Regions from separate parts of the Gossypium hirsutum genome. Here region 2 is linked to region 1. A link is a contact called in public Hi-C data. All regions are on one chromosome and are shown on one strand. Each heading gives the region's core, a stretch centred on a gene start, on an enhancer-like site or on the middle of the called end of the contact. The rest is flanking DNA. Distances are from core to core; before and after follow the strand shown.

Region 1 (4,906 bases), core at 1,260-3,759:
CAGCACCTACTAACCGAACCAATACCTGTGAAAAGGTGTGCCTCATTTCAATATTCAACCAAAACATATAAATGCCAAGCCATATAAAACCCAATATTATAATAAACCAACAAAGAAATGGTGGGTACCTCCATGATGGATGTGATTCCTATTAAATCAACCAGTTGGTGAAATACATCTTGATGTACCTGTTAGTAATCTGTCTCAGTAAATTCACATAAACAAATAAAACCATGCTATCTTTTGTAGTTCAAGATCATAAACCACAAACAAGCCCATTTTTTCAGGCAAGTCACTGGGCCTAAATCATCCTTATAAGCTAAACCCAGAGAACAAACTTGCCAGAAGGAAAGGATTAATAGCTAACATGATTGTTTACACCAGTAATTCAGTATGTTTAACTAAGCTTATAGGTAACCAATCTCATAGGTGGATCATGCATGTCCATATAAAATTAGTTTAAATTTCAACAGGGGAACAAGGTAAAGTTCAAATTGTCAGTGCACATTCTGTACTGAGTTTCAATTCATTAGTTATCAAGATTTGTAGGTTATTGAATGTACTATCCATATTCAAATAACATAGAATAAAAGTATCAACAATTGCAAGAGGGCTAAGAATGTGAAAAGAAACACAAAAACCTTACTTACTTGAATGTAATTCATAAGTTGAACAGACTTCCGTAGCATAAGGCATATAAAAACCTAAAATACAAAGCAAATGAAACTCATCAAATGGTAATAAAAACCACAGGAGTAGTTGAAGAAAGCATGGCATGAAAAGCCACAGAAATTAAACTGAACATGAACAAACACACCTTACTGAAATAACCAGCTAGCAAGGCACTATGAGGACGGTTTGGTTGCAAGAAAGAGAAAAGTAAGTTCATCAACTGCCAAAAAGAGAAAATCATATGAAACAAAACCATAGCAATGTCCATAGCTAAAGATGCATATCCAATAATGCAAATGAAGGCCATACCTCTTCATCCTCGGCTAAAGTCTTCAGAATAACGTCAATCTCACATGTAAATACCTCACAGGCAATGAACGGGAACCTACACAAAAAAGAATAAATAGCATCAGAAAATTTACAATACAAGGAAACACAAAGTAGTCTAGTTCCTTATTCCTGGTTTAATGAAAATTACATACTTGAACGCCCGTTTGCTATCAGCATCCTCTGGAGGCTCTTCAACAACATATCGTAGTAACTGCTCAACCTGGGCTCTATCTCGTAGACTGCACATAAAAAGTCGAGTACATGAAGAACTAGCTCTCTACTAGATTATACAAACACTTGAAAATTTAAGTCATAGCATCCAACCAATTGCAATATACTAAAAAAACTAATTAGAAAGAAAAATATTAATAATAGCAAAAAACTGGAAAAGCGCAATGTGATAGTGGAAAAATTTACAAATTGATGAGTCGACTATTTAAAGCTTTACACTCTTGGATTATTTCTTCCTCGTCCAGAAGCTCTTCCAAAGTAAAGTTCTCCTTGTCTAATATCGACTCCACCTATCAAAGAAAATCGCAGTCAACAAAACTAATCATAATTATAGTAAACAAAAAATTAAAATGAGTCACTCAACAATATTCATAAGAAAACGAGTGGAAATGGAGAATGAACATCAATTAGAAAGCAAATCCAGCAAACTATAATTAGCTTAATATATTTTCACCAATTTGATTCAATAGCAGTTATATTTCATCTTCAAATAAAAGGAACTACAGCCATTACCACACAAACTAGCTTAAAGATTTCTAAAAAACCAAAAAAAAAGATAATCATCGAATCGAGCAATGAAAATTTCCAAACAAGCGGACAAATCTAAGTCAGTGAAGCTACTCTGCTACGGCATCAATGAATCCAAAAGTAAATTAAGTATAAAAAGAAGTAAATTTCAACATAACTAAGTTAAAAGAAAAGCACTGATTCAAACCTACAAAGAAAAAAAAATCTAACCAAAAGTTAACAAGTTAATTACAACTAATAAAACTTACTCTAATAAAAGATCTTAATTAATTAACTAATTAAAATAAAATTACTCACCGGACAAGAGGCGGATAGAGATGGGAGCTTCCAAAACATGGCTAAGAACAGAAAAATAGTAGGCAGAGTATCAGATTAGATCAGTAAACCCTAAAAATTACCAGTGAATCTAGGAAATATCGAAAAATAAGGGAAAAAAGGGGAGATTCAAGAGTAAAGAAGAGAAAAATAATAATAATATTAAAATTTAAAAAAAAAACAATTTTTTTTTGCTGTTATATTATAGTGGTAGCTAAGGAAGGAAGAGAAAAATAAGCTAAAAAAACGTTTTGCAAGTGAAAAGAAAATAAAAAAAGTACAAAAAAGAAGTACTTCGATTCTCAGAAAACTACTTTTAGTTTTATGTCTATGGTTATGGCCAAGAAGAAGGGGAAGGGTTCAAATCATCATGGATGCATGTACACTAACATGCATACATACATACATATATAGTGCATCTGTCCACCAGATGGGATAGCTCATTTGGTTCTTTTTAATTCGAATTTAAATTAAAAGTTTTAAAATATTATTAGATTAAAATATACACTCTCTTTTTTAGGGCCTATTTTGCGATGCTTAACAAAAAAAAATACTTTTTTGTTTCAAAAGTATTTTTAGAAAAAAAATTATGCTAAACAAACGGATAAGAGATGAAATTTCAAGCTTTTTAAAAATGTTTTTTTAAGAGCACTCCTCTAATAAAATAATATTTTTTTTTGTACTTAATTACAAATGTATTAAAATTATTAATTAAAAATTAAAAAATATTTTTTAAAATACTAATTACAAATATTTAATGGTTATATTTAAATATTTAAAATATAGTTTATATATTCTAATTAATTTTTATAAATAATTAATATTTATTGCTTAAAATATTTGAAATTTATATTTCATATATTAAAATATTAACAACAAATTATAATAATTTCTTTTATATTTTTATTAAAATATAATAATATTAATTAATTTAAATATTATTTAAATGCATATTTGTTACTTGATAATAACATGTTCAAAATTGACATTTTATTTCTCAAAAATACTTTTTTGACAGTAATGCTAAACACTCAAACTAGCCCTTAGTGGTTGTAGTTTTATAAATTTTAACATTTAATCCATGTATTTAAAAAAATAAAAATTAAGTCATTTATATTTTAGTCCAATCATTAACATTTCAAGGATTTGTTTGAATATCATTGAGTAATTGATTAAAACAGGTAATTACAAGATAATTGTAATTCTCTAGACATGTTCTGTTGACAGAGTATAATTACATTGTAATTTCATATTAAAATATTAATTACTTTAAAAAATAATTTCTAAAAAAAGTAACAAAAATTAAAATCAAATCATTATATGTATTATATTAGTCTAAAAAATTAGTTGACTATTTGATTATTAATAAAAATAATAAGAAAAATAAAAATCATATGCAACTCTACTTGATTGTTATAGTGCGTTCTTGTTGAGTTATTCCCTTTTTAATATTTAACATATGTCCATTATCATTATCTGCTGGTTCTTGATCGAATTCGTCTGAATTTGAATCTGCATCGTTAAAATTATCTATATCTCATTCTTCCATGTACTCTTAGAAGTAAGAATTATCTCAATTCCACTTATGAATGAAGTTGTGAAATATGAAACATGTTAATGCGATCCAATTTTGTTTTTTATGCTATACTAAGGTGAAATTCTTAATATGGATTTTTTTAAAACAACAAATATCTTCTCAACAACATTTCAAAGCGTTGCACAAATTAAAGAGTTTGCAAGATGTCTATGATGCTTGTGTTTGGCACCATTTTCTTAAATTATATCATACCCCATAATATGGTGCAAAAAATATTTTATATTTACATAATTAGCATTGACCTGATAATATTTGGGTTCACAGTTCAAATAGTTCGTAACTAAAAACTTATATAAACTTAATTTGAATAAAAACTTATGCTAGGTTATATCATTTTTATAATACGTAAATTACATAAAAATAATATAAAATTTATAATATACAAGGTTTATAAAAAATTATAAATTGTCCAATAACTTTCATAACACTTCTTATAGATAATATAGTTGTTTCCATAACTTTATAAAAAAAATTATAAACAAGTTATGATTAAAAAATATATATATAACATTTTATAAACAAGTATACTATTTTTATAATATATGGCATAGATACATAAATAAGTTATGTTCATACTTCTTGCAGGGGCAAATTTAGGGAGCGGGCAGAGGCCCAGTCCTCTTAAAACGAAAAAATTCTCATTTAGCCCATTTAAAATTTTTAATTAATAAAAGTAAAATTGCACTTTACCCCTTAAAATGCTAAATTTTTGATTTAATCATTTAAAAATTACATTTTTTATCATAAAAAATTACAATTTAATTTTGGCCCCCTAAAAGGTTTGCTGGCTTCACCCCTGACTTCTTGGTCTTAATTTTTTTTATAAATAAACATATTATAACACTTTTATAACACGTAATTATTTTTTATAGTAAACTTTAAAAGTTTTAGGGTTTAAATAATATAAATTTTGTTATAATTTTATAAATCACACAAATTATATTTATAATATATTTTTTTAAAATTTATAATATAATATTTTTTTGTTATAATTATCTCAAACACTCATATGTTCATGTTTATAATATTAATTTTTATAAATTGTATAAAAATAACTTTTTAAAATTGGATTTGGTGTAATTACCTATGTAATTATTCTAATTCTCACATTCACCTTAAGAATTGGAAGGTGTAATTCAGGTCTCCCAATTACATCCTATTCAATGGGATCCACCAATTACAATGGTTATCCAAATATGCTATTATTATGTAATTACAAGTGATTGTACTCAA
Region 2 (4,519 bases), core at 58-2,557, 230 kb after region 1:
TATTTCAAAAATTTTCCTAACTTCATATTTAACTTATACTTACTAAATTAATAATATTTTCTACCCATTTGTCGAATTTAGTGATCTCGAATCACCGTTCCGACACCTCTGAAAATTCAAGCCATTACATTTTTTTTTCGTCGGATTTGTGGTCCCGAAACCACTGTTCCGACTAAGCCTAAAATCGAGCTATTACATTAGAAGCTAGTAAGAAACAAATCTCTAAGACACTTACAACGATATTTAAGATTCAGATCATAATAGAGGTTTTTTTTTCTTTTTATAAATTTTCAAATTAAAAAACTGTAATTATGTTAAAAAATATTTATTGTTGAGATTTAGATGGTATTTTTAATAAAATTTACAAATGAAATTTCATTTACTAAAAATTGTTTTCATTTAATAATATATTATTAATATATTTTTATATAAATTTTAAACATTTTAATGAAAAGTATATTAATTAAAAATTACTATTATTATTTATTTCACTTAGGAATAGAACTAATTTTACACATGATGTGCTTGGACACCACAGAGTAATTAGATGAATGTGTAATTATTTAGGTAATAAATACACCCTATTGTAATTATAAAGAATTTGGGGTGTTTCAATTGCACTCAATTACAATGATTATTTAAACTACTAAATGACTTTCTAAACGCATCATTAAATTTTAGATAAGGGGGTGTTATAAAGAACAAATTTAGTAAATAGTGCACTTCGTATTTTTATGGTTGTTATTATGTGTGAAAATTTGTTATAAAGGGCAAGCATAAAACATAAAAATAAAAAAAAGTATTTTATAAAAAAATTGATTGTTATAATTAAATGAGCATGACAGTTATAACGAGGACTGACTCTGCATTTTTACCAATAATATATTTGTGGTTTGTTCTTAAGTAGAGTGATTTTTCTTTATCATAATAATATAAATCTAGATTAAACCAGATCAATCGAGTTAGTTGATTAAAAAGGAATATGTTGGTCTAACAATTCAATAAATAAAACTTTCCTAACATAAATTGGTAGAGTAGTGTAATCAAAGAAACCTCGTTAACGTGGGTGTTTACAAAACGTAAGCTTAGTGATAAAACTTATACAAAATATTTTTTGACGAAGCACTAGAGAATATGTATAAGAAAAATATGAAAAAAATAAGGATATATGAATTGTAGTTTATAGAAGCCCAAAAATCTACCAATTTTAATTTTTCAAAACAAGCCCAAATATCAAAACTTGCTCAGCCCAATGCAGTCTCTGAAAATAGTAAATGACGGAAACATCCCTCGTACGCGCCTATTGTTCCCCACCTCGTAAAAGGTTAGATCGGGTATTAAACAAGAAAAACCCTAGCTATATTATATCATCTCTTTACACTCTTTCAGTTTTACGAAAACCCTAGCCACCTTCTTTCCTACGCCAAAATGCCGCCAAAATTTGATCCAAGCCAAGTCGTCGACGTCTTCGTCCGCGTCACCGGCGGTGAAGTCGGAGCAGCTAGTTCACTCGCTCCGAAGATCGGTCCTCTCGGTCTCTCTCCCAAGAAGATCGGAGAAGATATCGCTAAAGAGACCGCCAAGGAATGGAAGGGTCTCCGCGTAACCGTCAAGCTCACTGTCCAGAACCGCCAGGCGAAGGTCATGGTGGTACCGTCGGCGGCAGCGCTGGTAATCAAGGCATTGAAGGAACCGGAGAGGGATAGGAAGAAGACCAAGAACATCAAGCATAACGGGAACATCGGACTCGATGACGTCATAGAGATCGCTAAAGTAATGAGGCCGAGGTCCATGGCTAAGGATTTGAGAGGGACGGTGAAGGAGATTCTGGGCACCTGTGTTTCCGTTGGGTGTACCGTCGATGGTAAAGACCCTAAAGATTTGCAGCAGGAGATTGATGATGGTGATGTTGATGTTCCTCTCGAGTGAGTAAACTTCCTTTATTACTTTTAAGATCATATCTTGTTTAATTTTGTTTATCTGTATGGTTTTGGAGAATTTACGGATATTTTCTATCAGAGATTGTTTTTGAGGTTAATTTTAGATGATGTTAACATTTGTGGGTCATCTTTATGGCTATATATGTGATGTTTAGTTATATCCTCTGTTTGTCCTTTATATTGTATTTTTTTTCGTAATGCAAGTCTTGGTGTTTTGCTTAAGCTTGGTAATTTGGAAATGAATTGAAAATGTGAGTCTTTTGACCATGCTTCAGCTTAGTAAGTGAGAAATTAATGGAAAATGTTGCATTTTAGTATAGTTTTTAAGTTATTCAATGTGATTTAGGAACTTGATTGCATTGATCTACTGGTTCTCTATGAGTAATGTTATTGAGATTGTATTTTTAAGATTGATATATCTTTGAATGTTGTTGCTAAAGAATCTGAATGCACATACTATTAGAATACTTTGTTATCACAACAGGATTATGTGCATTGTTAGTTGTAGCTGTTCAGGCTTAGATTATTTTCAAAAGTTTGAGAGTCCTATTCTTGCAGTTGTCAGCTAGACCTGTGAATTTTGCTCCGAAACCCTAAACCGGCTTGAACCCAAAATGATTGAACTTGTATTGACCCGGTCTAAAAAAACCTCAGCCTCCCAAACCTTAAATGAAGACCTGGAGCAGAAATAATCCGAAAATTTTAAAACCGATCCATTCAATTTACAGGTTTATTGGTCTAACCATTTTTACATGCTTAACATCATTTGTCTGTTTAGCTGGTTTAGCTTCATTGCTAAATGTTTGACTTATCAGTGATTTATTTGATTCATTATTGCATCCTGAATAAATGTATTATTGTGTTGTGGGCTATCAGAAAGCTTAGCATCTGTGTAAATTTCGGTCTTCCCTCTAGTATTCTCAAATTCTCAATTTTGTCCTTGGTACTTAAATTTGGTCTCTCTAGTTTGATTATGGTATTAGTTATACCAAATAGCTAACACTTTATGCTGATATGGATTTTTTTGTTGTTGTTGGAAAGGGTGTTTTTAGCTATATTACCTATTTGGATTAATTAATGACAGTATAAAGGTAGGAAAAAAATAAATTATGTCAAAGTACATTAAAACTCAAATGAGTATAATTGAGGGACCAAAATCATAATTAAACCTATGGATGGAGGGACCAAAATTCTTAATTGAGTATAATTGTGTTGTGAGGCATGTTAGTAAGGTTATGGGTTTAGGGGTTAGGAATGAAGAATACTCATGATCAATCGTCATGTAGGCCTGGAACAACTTGTTTAACCATTTCAAACCATACGCTTCAGCGTTAATAGTAAACCTTGGCTGACATTAGAAGGGACCTCAACCTTATTCCAAAGCTGCTCACCGTATAAGCAGTCAGGCAATGGCATAAGTTATCCTGATTCAATGCCTTGCAAACCAGTTCTAGTTCCACTTTGCATGCATTACTTCATATATTGATTTTTGCTACTAGCTCAATGTTTAGTTTTAATTTCATTCTTTCTTTTATGATAATTTAAAATTGTCTTTTTATTTTAAATTTTGATTTTTTTTTTGACTTTCTGAGAATAAAAAATTAGTTCAATTGAGTACTATTGTTAATCTTTTTTATATTAAATCATTGACTAAAAATTAACAAATTCAACAATTTTGATGCACACCAAATGTTGAGGTTTAGGTTTGAGTCTCGTTATATACAAATCATTTGTGGGCTTTTTATATATATATTCAAGTTAATGCTTCCAAGTTTTAATGATTAACTTATAATAATTGACCTTGATTAGAATATTGATGTACTTGTAACTTTAAAAAGAAAAAGAAACAATTTATATGAACAAACTTAGCAATTCTACCAATTAAAATAAAAGAGTTAATTTTTCATTGTTAGAAAAATTCTAAAAAGAGCTTTCGATGAAAATATTAACTGGAAGTTAAAATATTTTTTTGAACATTAATTTCGTTATTGATTCTTATTATATTTATTTTTTTATATAATGTTTAAAATTACTCAGAAATTTTTAATTTTTAAATAGGAGGATAATGATTATTTTACATTGGTAATATTGTTAATGTTAATATAGTTACGATTCAATAAGTTAAAAATTAAAATATTATATTATTGAAATGTTATATATTTTGTGTTATTGAAGAGTATTTGGTGTGGTAGCATAAAAAATAAAGAGTACAGTTTTTTAGTTCTTTTTGTATAGATGAATGAGAGGAGTTGTTTAATAAACTAATCTGAGAAAATTTTGTTTAAACATTATAGATTGCAATGTGATTAATTTAGCAAGTCTCCAACCTTTGTGGAGTGGGATAAGTGATCCTTCCTTGGTAGGGTAAAGTATTAAGGATTAGATGATGATATCACTCTTACTAAAAGTCTTATTAGAAAAACATTTGCCTGAAATTTCCTCCTCACCGTCCAGCCAATGGGGCACTACAAATCAAGAGAATTTGATTTCATACTTACCGGACACGTGGTGTCTTTCTAGCCATAACTTTCATTCAAGAAAGACTGATAGCTGTTCCAAATGGAATGGAATTATTGAGT

The links. A called contact is a pair of places that touch in the nucleus more often than the background predicts.
Region 2: a contact with region 1 is called in a Hi-C map of leaf, with 1.9 times the contacts expected there. The contact joins the promoter of LOC107963874 here to the promoter of LOC107963882 in region 1. A contact is called at or near these places in 4 of 34 Hi-C or Micro-C datasets (hypocotyl and leaf).

What each region holds. Positions count from the first base shown.
Region 1 is chrA03:6,308,541-6,313,446 of Gossypium_hirsutum_v2.1, forward strand. It overlaps LOC107963882 (serine/threonine-protein phosphatase 6 regulatory subunit 3), which reads right to left and starts at 2,510. Exons shown (of 21, transcript XR_005921752.1): 1 at 2,483-2,510; 2 at 2,059-2,099; 3 at 1,420-1,523; 4 at 1,155-1,241; 5 at 982-1,057; 6 at 818-892; 7 at 651-704; 8 at 129-188; 9 at 1-25.
Region 2 is chrA03:6,541,039-6,545,557 of Gossypium_hirsutum_v2.1, forward strand. LOC107963874 (60S ribosomal protein L12-3) reads left to right here and starts at 1,308. Exons shown (of 1, transcript XM_016900382.2): 1 at 1,308-2,098. The coding sequence starts at 1,429. The coding sequence ends at 1,929.